4 separate regions of the Mus musculus genome follow, and regions 2, 3 and 4 are each linked to region 1. A link is a contact called in public HiChIP or PLAC-seq and promoter capture Hi-C data. All regions are on one chromosome and are shown on one strand. The core of a region is the stretch at or near the end of the contact, and the rest is flanking DNA. Distances in the headings are between cores, read along the strand shown.

Region 1 (3,281 bases), core at 566-3,065:
GAGCAGATTCTAATGAAACATAAAATTCTAATAACAATAAAATTAAAAATTGACTGGAAAATGTACCTCTATCATCAAAGATGACAGACAAGAGTCAAACATTTATGACCCAGAAAAATTCCAAATTTATAACAAAAACACCAAGACCCCAGAGACAAGGAGTAGGAAGAAACAGTCTCACAGGTGAAACAGACACATGGCAAAATATTTATCCTGGCTAGCGCAGAGCGATACAAAATAACAGAGCTTTGGCTACTATCACTCACCCACTAAAGATGTGGTTTAATTCTCTCATCAAACCGGCTCACTCATTCTTTGCTGGTATACTGTGACCTCTGCCCATCAAAACCTTTAATCCAATAGTGGCTACCTTGAAATTTTTATTCTAAGGAGTTAATTCAAGACAAATTATGTCATGGCGTATGACATACCTCCAAATCTATTACATCATTCATTAAGCATTCATTCTGTTAGGATGGGGAAGTGGGGTGGGGGGTGGGGGGTAGTAGGGTTAGGGGGTGTGCAACTGAAAAACTTTTAAAATGGAAATAGGAGTGCATCAAATGATCATTTCTTACGGTTTTTTAAAACTTTATTATATTCGCATATGTTACAACAAAGCAAGAGCAGGGTGCAGTCTGAAAGCGTTTATCCTGACCAGTTCTGTGACTGTCATACACGCTCTCCCCTTCCTGTTTAACAGCCTGAGTGTTTTAGGAATGGTTTGCATCCACGGGTCTCAGATATTACTAGGTCAAACTGCCTATCTTGGATACCGCCTACCCCAAATCCAACTTGATGCCTCACACAGACATCTTTTGTGGGTCCTTCCACCTGAATTAAGTCCTAAAATAGGTTGACAATGGAACTGAAAGGTTTTTTTGTTTGTTTTTGTTTTTGTTTTTTTAAGGTTCTGAGCCCTTTTCTGCACATTTAATTTGATCTGAGCCCTGAAACCTAACAACCTTTGAGAGGGTGGGCAGGACGAAAGGCCACAAAAACCACGTTGGTGGACCTGGGCCTGGGCCCTAGAACCAGCAGGAGTCACCCTTCAGGTCCTGTCTGTCGCACAGGACACAGGGCAAGGAACCCAGGGAGCCAAACCTTTGGGAATACTCATTTTAGGATGGCTAACTGTGAGTAGCCGCCCACGGGGGAGGGTGCCGACTGAGGAATGCTCTCCGGAAGTTTCCTCGGGTTGGGGAATCTTGAAGAGGGGTGACACCAGTATTCCTCGAGGGTGCTGGGGGAGGGGAGAGGGAGGGGGTGGGGGGCAAGTCTGGGCTTCAGTATTCCGGGTGCCACACGGTCCCGAGCCGACCAGGCCTCGGCGCCCCGCCCTTTCCCAGGACGCTGGCCGGCCCGGGGCGGGGAGCGGGCGGGCGAGCGGGCGCTTACAGGTCGGTGCCGAGCCGCGTGAAGCCGGTGTTGAGCGAGGCCCGGGCTATCGGGCGCCAGAGCAGGTCGCAGCTGGTGAAGCGCCGCAGCCAGCGGCAGACTTGGGCCAGGCGGCCGAGGGCCCGCGTGTCGAGGTAGGAGCAGATGAGCAGCAGCAGCTCCTCCGGCAGGCGCCAGAGCGCGGGCCCCGCGGCCGGACGGGTGGCCGGCTCCACGGCCGCCGCTGCGGCATCCTCCGCCGCGTCCTCCGCCATGGCCGTCCGGGTTCCCGGGATGCCGCCGCACGCCTGAGGTCCCTGCTCCTGTCCTCTCTCCAGGCTGTCGTCCTCCCGCCGCCCGGCCCCGACCCTCCGCTCCTCCTTCCCCGGCTCTGCGCTGCCCTCATCCCGCTTCCCGGAGCTTCTCGGCCTTTCCTCCTCGCCTCCCTCGCCTTCCTGTCCCCGGCCTGCCTCAGCCGCCGGCCCCGCTGCCTTCCTCTCCGGCTGCAGGCCCGGCTTTCCTTCCGCCCCGCTTCCTCTTCCGCCGTGCCCGGTACCTGCTTTCCCCTTCCCTTTCCCTTTCCCTTGCTTTCCCCGCGCGACCCTCGCCTCCTGCAGTTTCCTCGCCTCCCCGCCCTCGCCTTCCCTGGGCCCGCGGTTCCCGGGGGGACCCGAGCGGCCCTGGCTGCTCATGAGCGGCCGCGGGGCCGGCTCGACGCACAGCCGAAGACGCCACCGCCTCCTCGAGAGGAGGCGACACCACGTCGGACCGGGTCACATGGGGCGGCGCGGGCCCAAGCCGAGACCCGCCCCTCACGCCTGTATTTCGGGGTGCGAACCCCAACCTGGTCACTGACATCCCCATCTTCTGGAGCACCAGGAACATCTAGTTGAAGCGTGTGTCTTCAAGACCGGATGGAGAAAGCGAGCTTGATGGCTCTCGTCTGTGATCCCGGCATGAGGCTAAGGCAGGAGGATGGCCATGAGTTCAAGGCCGGCCTGGCCTACAGAGCAAGAGACTGTCCAAATTAAAAAGACAGAGACAGACAGACAGACAGATTGCTGAAAGGTTCACAGAAAACTCCCACCTACGTCACAAGAGGAGCCTGTGGCTTCAGGAACTATCAAAGTTGAGCCTCTGCCCTCAAGGGGCCTTTTGGTCCCATGAGGCTTCCTCTTCCCCAGGTTGATGCCTTCTTTCCACAAGCCACAAACCAGATTCTTAAAAAAATGCAAGCCAGACGTTAGAAAGTTCCATTGCCCTTGGTCTCACGAAGGATGTCAACCAAGGTCCTGTAGGTTGTCCCAGTATGATTCGACAACAATGAGGGAGGTAAAACCAACCTTCTAGATCCTGAGTCCGCAGCTCCCAAACGAAGCAGCACGTGGCCAAGCAGGGGTTTTTTAGTAGCCGTTACATAGGCAGAGCTGAATCTACAAGATTACTAGGGATCCGTTTCCCATACCACCCACTGGATCCACCTGAACCAATCTAAGCTTCAGAAGTACAGATCGATGCTGTCCCATTGGATCTGTGGGGCCACTTTAATCACATGTGGCTTCTTTCTGTGTGTGTGAAAGGCAGGGTCTCCAGGTCTGAGCGTGCTGTAAGCATAAGTGAGGTACACAGCTGATTTTGAAGAGCTAGACAGGAAAAAGAATGTGAGATGTCTTACATAATTCTAAACTACATGTTAATTATTAGTAGTCTGGACATACTGAACTGAATTCAGTATATTTCGTATAATTGTTAGAAATCTTTGTATTCCGTGTTATTTCTCTATTAGACAGCACTTAGGAAGTAAGACTTAGGAGAGCCAGGCGTGGTAGAACATGCTAATAGTCCCAGAGCTGAGGAGCCAGAGGCAGGCAGATCTCAGGCCAGCCAGGGCTACATACTGAGAC
Region 2 (3,281 bases), core at 439-2,938, 1.6 Mb before region 1:
TTTTGCTTTATAAAAGCTGCCTTGGTCATGGTATCTCTTCACAGCAATAAAACCCTAAGACATCTTTCAGTGCCTAGGGTATCAAACTGTACTTAATGTTTATTTCTGAGACAGGGCCTTCTTATGTAACTGACACCGGCCTTGAGCACGATATGAAAGCCACCCAGTCAGGTCTCAAACTCCAAATCCTCCTGCCTCAGAACCCTTGATACTAGGATTACAAGAGGATGCCACCATGCCCACCCCCTCTCTGAAACGGAAAGCTCCTTCAGAGTAGAACATATTATTCTTGTTGATTTGGGTACCATCAGCGCCTGATATAGCAATCAACTAAATCATTTCATGTCCTGTAATTGGCTTACTGTTTTTCTAATTAAAACGTATTCCTCATATATGATGTTCCAGAACACCATTTTTATCTTACTGCTCCTTTTATAAAAGTCCAAGTAATGAGGGTTGCCATAACTTGACAGTGGAGAGCTATCAGCGGAATTACAGTACCTATCTTGTACTTCCTAACGTCTCTGTTACCATCTGACTCAACTCTCAAGCAGGCCCAGAATGTATGTATATTCTTCTAAATATTTTACAGTCAACAAATCCTATACTACAATGATTGGTGTTCAAGATCTATTCCTTACACCCTTCAGGAAAGCAAAACCCTCACTAATAATGCACTGGCTTGTATTGATATGATTTTTTTTTCCGGAGAAAAGATGCGTTTTACTGACTTTTCAAAAGACCCACAACTCAAACATGATTAACTAGGGCTGAGGCTGTAACCCAACGGTAGACCATTTGCCTAGCATGTGCAAGGTCCTGTGTTCCACCCCGAACATTAACAACAACACGTTAAAGTAAGAAAAGTGACTGTTAGTTTGAAAACCTTTTAAGGACAGGAATAACTGCTGTTGTAACGGTTACATGTTCTTCGATAAATCAAAACAAATTTCCTGAGCCTGATCTTAGCTGTCTTCTGCAGAACAAACCCCTCTATTTTCTTTCCTCCGAAGCAAGGATCGATTTCATCATCTTACCCTCACCCTGGTTTTTACCTGAAACGCTCCAATTCCAAAGTCTGTCAATGTTTCCCAAGGGTCAACTCTGGACACACCCGTAAGGTTTCTCGTCTAGTCCAGTCTCCAGTGGATCACACCGCTCGCTCCCGAGGGAGTGTGAGCAGGCACACGGAGACACACACAACACACATACACAAAACACACAACACGCATCGGCACTCGACTTTGTACAGACTCCTCATCACCACACACAGCTGCAACAGCTGCCTGTCACTCACTGCCCGGGGACCTCCGACACACCTGGACCGCGGCCACCCAGGCTCACAAGCGCAGGATGCTCCATCGCTCGCCCTCGCTCACTGCCCCAGCCCCCAGCCCCGTCCAGGGTCGCGACCACCACTCCTCCCACCTTGACTGACAGCTCGGGTCCCAGGGACGCCCAGACAGAGCCCGCGCCACGGCTCCCGCCCCCCGCCTCACCCGGTGCTGGTACAGACTGACGTTCCCGAAACCGCCGGTGCCAAGCCGTTCCCGCATCTCCCAGGGGCCGCCCGCGCCCGGCCGCAGCCCCGGGGGCCGCTCCATGGGGCGGGAGCGCCAGCCGCCTCAGGCAACGCCGCCGGTCTAAGGCCGGTTCCGGGCCGCCGAGGCTTGCGGAGTCCTCCGTCTCGCGAGACTGCGTCACTTCCGCTAGCTTCCGCATGCAGAGTCCCGCCCCGAGCTCCTGGAATCACCCTGGGATTGGTGCTGCCGGAAACTGGGCACCAGCGGCTTGCCCTGGGCAACTTCCAACCTGCGAGGACCATCGTGCGTGCGGTTCCTATTTATTTTATTTTTGTTTGTATAGATATTTTTTAATTAGTTCTTTGAAGGTTTCATACAACGTGTTTTTATTTAAAATAGATCTCTCTCCAAACTCTAAAATCCACATTGTCCCTACCTCATTCACATTTCATCTTTTTGAGAGCCCTGCCCTCTGCCCCTCGAATCCTACCACACTCGCCGGTCGGCACCGGTTAAGGCCACCATAAGTATTAAAGAAAACTGCGCTAACCGCCCTGTTGATTCATTAGCCTTGTAAATCAGAATCTCTCCATAATCCCAAACCAACCAAGGATGTGACTTATTCCAGAGTGAAAACTCTTCTTCGCGACTTCGTGAGTCTCCCTACCGACCTTACTGTTTATCAGCCTTGTTCTCTCCGACTTGAGTTGGAATTGTTTCTGAGGTGCACCACAGGGCTATAAAGACAAGCCTGGAGGAGCTCTCGGTCCAGAGAGGCATACTTCTGAGTGGTGGGCTGCACAGGGAAAGCCAACCCACCTAGCCATTTGAGTGGGTTATCCACTTCATGGACTCTAGGTGTCCTGTTCTGAGACAGGATCTCAATACAGTCCAGCCTGGACTAGAACGTATTTCTCCGTCTTTCCAAGACTGGGATTACAAGCTTGTACCGGGCTGAAGCTAGCGATGCTAATAACTCAAAAGTGTAAGAGTCAGCATAAAATCAAATTCTCAACGTCAGCATGCAATTCGATGTTGTGGGTCACTAATAGTGAGTGGTATTCGATAAACTGGTTTCTATTATTTTCATATCTTTCATGGAATTGGAATATTAAACTTGAAGGTAATAGAAATGAGGCTCTGAGAGAGCATCTTTAGAGCAGAGGAGACGGTCATGTAACAGGATGAAACCTCATTTGCTGTGTATGGTAGAGCCAGGAGTGACAGGTGGGATGCAGTTTCATAATTTGTACTCGAGGGATGCTGAAAACTCCAGCCAAGATAATTCTGTCTAAATTACTCAAACTGGTTTCTACAGTGAGTTTGCTTTTTAAATATTCTATAATTAAAATGCAACTCAAGGTTTATTGCTATAGCCCTGTTTGACTTGGAACTCATTATGTAGACCAGGCTGGCCTTAAAACTCACTGGTCTGCCTGCAGAATGCTAAGATTAAAGACCTGGCCTTTTAATTTTTTTAACTGTAAAATGGTTCCTGTCAGGCTCCACAATCTTCAGGTTTCCAAGACTGTTTTAGTTTTTTTGTTGTTCAGAAACAAAATGGAGGTCAGGAGATTTTTATGAGAACAAAGTGAAACTGTTCGTGGTCTATACAGGAACAATGACCAATTCCTGTCTTCTGGCTTCCAGCTTGCAGCGTCCTCCTGTGCTCACACTGCTGTTTCTCCCTGTGCTGCTCCTTAAATCATAGTCATATTTAAGGTGGAACTGACTGTGTTTGCATAGAATCTCTTGTGC
Region 3 (3,281 bases), core at 385-2,884, 1.4 Mb before region 1:
AAATCCCAACTCATCTGGTGGACCTTCATCAGTATCTGGAATAGTAGCATGGAGGGTGATGCTCCACCACACACACACACACACACACACACACACACACACACCCTGTGGATGATGGGAGTGGTCCTTTTAAAAGAGACCCCAGGATTTGGAGAGGCGGTTCAGCCATTAAGAGCATTTGCTGTTCTTTCAGAGCACCAGAGTTGGATTCTCAGTTCCCACACAGACTGCTCAACTCCAGTTCCTGGGAACCTGCCACCTCTAGCATTCTCAAGTACCTTCACACATGTGTGCATATGCACACACACACACACATGTCCGTATAATTACAAGTAATACTAAATCTTTTTGTTTGTTTTTAAAGAGAAACCCCAGAGACAAAGCTCACCCCTTCCCCATTGAACACAGAGATGGCCACCTAAGAATCAAAGGCCCATTCTTGGCAGAATCAAACTGCTGGGGCTTTGCTATAGATACCCAGCCCCCAGAACCGTGAGGAGCCAGTATCTGTTGTAAAGGCCTCACAGTCTAAGGGAGTTTGTTTTTAACAGCCAAGGACAAAGGACAAACCCACAGCTAGTAAAAGATCAGACATCACGCAGACAACCCAGGGGGAAGTGACATCTCCAGATAACTTCACACAGTACCTCTGAGCCTCCGCCAGCCATTTGCTGAGGACACCTGGTCTTGTTCAGCATTCTTGGCTATGGTCAGTGAGCCAGGCCTGCAATGGAGGTGTCTGGTCACAAGCCAGAGAGTTGGCAAGCCCCTGAGACCAGAAGGCAAGAGGTCTGGTTTGGTCTCAGGAAATGCCTGGCATCTCTCTTCTTGAGAAGACAAGATGTCTATCAACCCCTTTTCCTAGAGGTGGGAGATACAGTAATGGGGTGACCTGGATACAGAAGGTACTCTGTGAATGCACCGCCTGCATAGGCTACAAGTTCTATCTCTTGAAAGAGTTAACACAGGCCCCAGAGAAGATGGGGCAGCGAGGGAGGTGTGTTAGGTCAGAGCACCCAAGGTTCAAGGGTCATAGGGTCCTCTGAGGAGTGGCTTGAAAGCGTTTCAGCACAGCTAGCTCCTCCCCTTGCCGGCTGAACAGTTTATCCCATCTCCGTATGTCCCTATGTCCCCTTCTTCCTGCTTAGAGTGGAAGAACAGGGCTACCCACTGAGCGGTCACAGAGAACCTTGCAGTAATAATTTAATACCCACTCTCTGTTCCTACTCCACATACATAAGGCTCCCTCGGCTAGATGCTTTTCGGCGGTTTTCAGATAGCAAACTGCAAACTTTCAACAAAAGAGTCTCCTAAAGGTGCCACATGTATTCGCAAGGCGTGAGGTGGGAAGTGGGGGGTGAGGGGTGGGATTGAGATACTGCTGACTGACCTTGGCTGTGCTCTCGGAGTGTGCACAGTGACCATGGTGACCCAGACCAGTGTGAATGGGCAAGCCACAGATCTATGAAAACTTGATTACAGTACCAGAGCTCCGAGTTATTATCTGGTAAGCATCCTGGAGCTGGTGGGCAAGGCTGAGCCATTGTTCCAAAAGGGACTACAGAGGCGCCTGTTGGGGAGGGAGGCCCCTCTCAGCTTTGCTCTCTGTTGGTGGTAGCCATTTCCCCTCCCACGCGCCTCTGGAAATGCAAAGACCGGATGGAGTTGCAAGTGGTCGGCGCTCTAGTGGCTTTCCCACTTTATGTACCTCTCCGCGTCTTCCTGCCCCGGTAGCCAACCCCCACTGCTAGATTGGGTCTTCTCTTCCAGAGAAAGCGCTGAAGCGCCCCCGTGGCAGGGTGGGGGCTGGGTGGAGGACCAGCGGGGGATGGGTGAGAAGCCAGGAGCAGAAAAAGAAGGGAGGAGGGGGGGGCGGAGCTGGAGGCAGAGGGAACAGCAGATTGTGCAGAGCCAATGAGAGCAGCAGGACGAGGTGGTACCAAATTCCCATCGGCCAATGACTAGCCAGAGTTTACGAAGGCCTCATTAGCATCGCCCCCCTCCGCTTGGCTAGGGATGGGACAATGCGGTGTTGGTGTCTGCAGTATTCTGACTCCTGGACACCGGTGGCTGCAAGCTGCGATTTTGGCGTCCTCTCATTTTCTATCCTTATCTCCGCCCGCGGCTGCCCTGGCCAGCCAGTTTTTGATTTTTTATCTGGTCATTGATCAATATAACGAACCTAAGGATATACAGGACATTAATACCCCACTGCCAGCTCTGGCCCAGAGCTTGTACCGCGCAGCGGGCTGCAGAAACTTAGTCATAGCACCCTTTGTCGCTGAGGTCTGAAGCTCGCTGCACGTTCTCATCCCTGGGAACGTGACCCCAGCATCCGACGCCAAGATGCCGGCCCACATACTGCAAGAGGTGAGCTTACACCCCACCCCCCACCCCCTCCTCAGGTTGGCGGTTGCAGATTGGACTTCTAGGTGGGTGGCTGTTGAGGGTTGGAGAGAGTTCAGAGCAGCTGGGAGCATTTAGCCATCATTTCCGAATTGCTCAACCTTGATAGATTGTTTCTGGACCGGGTGATAACCGGATTTTTACTCAGTACAGTTGATTGTCCCAACTTGTGTTTCTTAAAGTAAAACCTGACCTCTTTTCGATATGCGCAGATTTTCCTTTGTGAGTTGCTAAGGGTGCTGCTAATAAAGCGTCCTTTCCTGCCCCTTCATCATAAGGCTTATTCCCGATGGCCTGCACATTTCCGTGTTCCATTGGTGCGCTCTACAGTCATGCAACCTTGGCACTGGGGTATGGCCGTTATTGCATCTCTCCCGCAGTTATATTAGAGGGAAAGTAACCCCTGCTGCCCCCACGCGTCTGCAGTCCCTAATTCTCCACCCCCTCTCATTGCAGATCTCTGGCGCTTACTCAGCCACCACCACAATCACAGCGCCACCTTCTGGGGGACAGCAGAATGGAGGCGAGAAGTTTGAAAAGAGTTCTCACCACTGGGGAGCAGATGTTCGCCCTGAACTAAAAGATGATCTATATGACCCCACCTATCAGGATGATGAGGGGCCCCCGCCCAAGCTGGAGTACGTCTGGAGGAACATCATTCTCATGGCCCTGCTGCATTTGGGAGCCTTGTACGGGATCACACTGGTTCCCTCCTGCAAGCTCTACACCTGTCTCTTCGGTGAGCAGCACCCCTTGTCTTGGGCCAATACTTCAGATTTCTCCTTGATCTTTAAAGAGGTGGCCTCTGGTCTCTGACCCAAGGCAGTGGCCCTTTCTTTTTGGTTCTTGTTGGACCAGCTGGACTGGGCAAAGAA
Region 4 (3,281 bases), core at 307-2,806, 1.1 Mb before region 1:
GTGTTCTTTAAACAAGTCATAAAATTAGCAGCCCAAACAACACCTACTTAATATCTCACATTTGTCATGAGTATTGGTTCTGGTTAGTCAGGTCCACAGCTCAGGGTCTCACCAGTGTGAAACCAAGGCCTATGCCATGACATCTGAGGCTCTGAATCCTTTTATAAGCATAGCAGTTATTGGTCAAATTCAATTACTTGAATTTATAGGGCTACACTTCCCATATTTTTGTTGGCTATTAGCCAATAGTCTTTCTCAGCTTGTAAAGAATTCACTTGTCATTTTCTGAAATATATGCATATATATGTGTGTGTGTATATGAATATACATATATATTCAAGGCAAACCAGAGAGCATGTATTATGGATTCAAATCCCCAAGCCTTTTGTCTCTAACTAATGTTTCCAGATTTAAAGGGCTAGAGAGATAATGTCTGCCCTACTCAAGATAAGTCTCCATTTTGATGACCTCAAATTTGACTGGTTAGGGACTTTGACTACATATTTGCCATATAATGTTACCTAACTACAGGGACACCACCCTGTCATAGATGCAGTTCCTACTGTCATTTTAAGGGGAGAGACTTAAATAGGATATGTACACCATGGGATGACAATCTTGGCCTCCTGTAGGTATTCATTAGAATGGTCCAGTAAGGGCTGGCGAGACTGCTCAGCGGGTAAGAGCACTGACTGCTCTTCCAAAGTTCCTGAGTTCAAATCCCAGCAACCACCCATAGTGAGATCTGACGCTGTCTTCTGGTGCATCTGAAGTCAGCTACAGTGTACTTATGTATAATATTAAATAAATCTTTTAAAAAAAAAGAATAGTCTAGTAAGCAAACAAAACAATTAATACCTTCTCTTATAACCAGTATGTATTGTTGGAAAATGTGAATATCTGTGGTTGCATAACATTGGTCTCATTGCAAGATTAGATTTAAGTAGGTGAGATAGTGCTATATGCAGAAAAATCAAATAATACTGAACAAAAATGGATTTTATATTACTTTTTTTTTTTTTTAAAGGGATGGTGGTTTGCTGTGTTATTCAGACTGGCTCTGAACTCTTGGATTCAAGTGGTCTTCCTGCTTCAGCGTCTGGAGTAATTGGAACTATAAGCCCTTGATCTTCTCTAGATTCTGAATGAATTCAGTTTGTCCTTAATCATCTGTCTAAGCCTTCAGGACAGCTTTACCCAAGGTCTATGTGCTAACTGATTTTTCTAGTGATTTCTTAAGTGGATCTAAGCGTTGGCTTCTCTCCCCACCCGAGAGAGTAAAGCTTAAAGCTTAATTACACTTGCCTCCGTCTTTGCCTCTGTAGGCTTGAACATAGGGAGGCAGCAATATTTCGTGGGCTTGTTTGTCCCTTTTCTAAGGAACTAAGCGAGTCGGCCTTATGGAGCCTAGACTGTAGTCCTGCAGGTCACCGCTAGGGAGCGCTCCTTCAACCTAGGCGCCCACCTACTTAAAAGGTCTCGATCGGTTTCTCTTGCAGTCCATCTCTATGGTGTTCGTTGTTGTTGCTTCCGGAAAGGGCGGAGCTTTCACTTCCGGCGGGGCCGTCCCTAGAGTAGAGATGGCGGCGACGGCAGCCGAGGTTGCGGCCTCTGGCTCTGGAGAGGCCCGGGAAGAAGCCGAAGCTCCGGGTCCCGCCTGGGATGAGTCCCAGCTACGAAGTTACAGCTTTCCGACCAGGCCCATCCCACGTCTGAGCCAGAGTGACCCTCGGGCGGAAGAGCTCATCGAAAATGAGGTGGGGGGCGGGGCTGCTGCTGAAGGGGGTGGAGGAAGGGACCCGGTTAGCGGAGAGGTGGCACACTGATCAGATTGTGGACAGAGGCTTGAGAGGCGGGAAAGGGAGATGCTACGTCAGGAGAGAGTGACAGGAGACACTGTTGTGAATTTGACAAGTACAGATATCGTCGAGAAGAACATATTAGCGCCTTGGAATTACTTCATTGATTTTTTTTTTTGATGTTTTTGCTTAGGAGCCAGTGGTGCTGACCGACACAAACCTTGTGTATCCTGCACTGAAGTGGGACCTCGAATACCTGCAAGAGAATATTGGCAACGGAGATTTCTCTGTGTACAGTGCCAGCACCCATAAGTTCTTATACTATGATGAGAAGAAGATGGGCAATTTCCAGAACTTTAAGCCAAGGTCCAACAGGGAGGAAATTAAATTTCATGAGTTCGTTGAGAAACTACAAGCTATACAGCAGCGCGGGGGAGAAGAGCGGTAAGTTGCCCCGTCAGTAGAACCAGGGCATCCGCTTTCCTGTACTTGTTTGAAGGTGTGGTGGAGTTGGGTAAGAAGAGATTGGCACCTCCAAGCCTCTGGGTTCCACGAGTGAATATTCTGCTCTGCGCTTTGAGTTCTTGATGGTTCTTTTTAGCTTAGTGGATGAGGGCAGCATTAGCCTTGAACTGTGAGTCCAATTTCCTGTCTTTGGTAGTTAGAGTGACAGTTGTTTTGCAGGGTCAGTCAGACGAAAGAAAGGCTTTGACCGTGCCTATGTGGAACTTATACTAGCCTGATAGCATATGTCCAGTTAAATCATTGTGCGGTTCTGTTTGGGAGGGCTGTCCCAGGGTTCGAAAATTTCAAGCTCAAAATGGAAGATTTTTACTTAAGATCTTTTGATTTCTTGAAAAAAAAAAAAAGATTGTGTTTTATGTGTGCAGGTGTTTGTATTTAGTTGCTATTGTTTTGGGGGGGGCGGGGCAGGGACTCACTCTGGAGCTCTTAACTGGACTGGCTGGAACTTGCCATATAGACTAGGCTTGCCTCAAACTCGATAAGATCCTCTTGCCTCTGCCTTGAGTGCTGAGATTAAAGTGTTTACCTGTTTGCCTTGCACACCATGTGTATTTAATGCCTGTAGAGGGCAGAAGGCATTCCATTCTCTGCAAAGGAGTTACAAATAGTTGTTAACTGCCAAGTGGGTCCTGGGAACCGAGCCATGTGGGTCCCAGTCTCCTACTGCAGCTGTTACCCGATGAACCATCTCTGCAGCCCTTTTGACATTTAAAGCGCGCACGCGCGCGCGCGCACACACACACACACACACACACACACGCACACGCATGTGCACAGAGTAAGGCAATAATTGCTTGTTGGATTTAGCCCTGAAATTGACAGTCTTGATTCTCAAATACTTTTCTGGCTAGGGACAAAAAGTTGAGCCGTCCTTTATGATTTGGGTTGGGGGTATCAGGATCCTCTAGCTTTGGGAAGGTCAGAACACATTGCTTGATACACTGTTCTATTGGTCCA

The links. Promoter capture Hi-C pulls out the DNA fragments that hold promoters and counts their contacts. HiChIP or PLAC-seq counts read pairs in DNA pulled down with a chosen protein or histone mark.
Region 2: a promoter capture Hi-C map of liver shows a contact between it and region 1, with 3 times the contacts expected there. The contact joins the promoter of Chuk here to the promoter of Fbxw4 in region 1. A contact is called at or near these places in 2 of 39 promoter capture datasets (hippocampal neurons and liver).
Region 3: a FOXA1 HiChIP or PLAC-seq map of pancreatic cancer cells shows a contact between it and region 1. The contact joins the promoter of Scd2 here to the promoter of Fbxw4 in region 1. A contact is called at or near these places in 1 of 39 promoter capture datasets (liver) and 1 of 115 datasets of contacts at active chromatin or transcription factors (pancreatic cancer cells).
Region 4: a contact with region 1 is called in a FOXA1 HiChIP or PLAC-seq map of pancreatic cancer cells. The contact joins the promoter of Hif1an here to the promoter of Fbxw4 in region 1. A contact is called at or near these places in 3 of 39 promoter capture datasets (hippocampal neurons and liver) and 1 of 115 datasets of contacts at active chromatin or transcription factors (pancreatic cancer cells).

Annotation. Positions count from the first base shown.
Region 1 is chr19:45,658,378-45,661,658 of GRCm38.p6, forward strand. It overlaps Fbxw4 (F-box and WD-40 domain protein 4), which reads right to left and starts at 1,816. Exons shown (of 9, transcript NM_013907.2): 1 at 1,399-1,816. The coding sequence starts at 1,652.
Region 2 is chr19:44,105,789-44,109,069 of GRCm38.p6, forward strand. It overlaps Chuk (conserved helix-loop-helix ubiquitous kinase), which reads right to left and starts at 1,689. Exons shown (of 21, transcript NM_007700.2): 1 at 1,500-1,689. The coding sequence starts at 1,604. Cwf19l1 (CWF19-like 1, cell cycle control (S. pombe)) reads right to left here. Exons shown (of 14, transcript NM_001081077.1): 14 at 2,849-3,281.
Region 3 is chr19:44,292,042-44,295,322 of GRCm38.p6, forward strand. Scd2 (stearoyl-Coenzyme A desaturase 2) reads left to right here and starts at 1,635. Exons shown (of 6, transcript NM_009128.2): 1 at 1,635-2,370; 2 at 2,863-3,145. The coding sequence starts at 2,347.
Region 4 is chr19:44,561,298-44,564,578 of GRCm38.p6, forward strand. It overlaps Hif1an (hypoxia-inducible factor 1, alpha subunit inhibitor), which reads left to right and starts at 1,557. Exons shown (of 8, transcript NM_176958.3): 1 at 1,557-1,757; 2 at 1,993-2,243. The coding sequence starts at 1,581.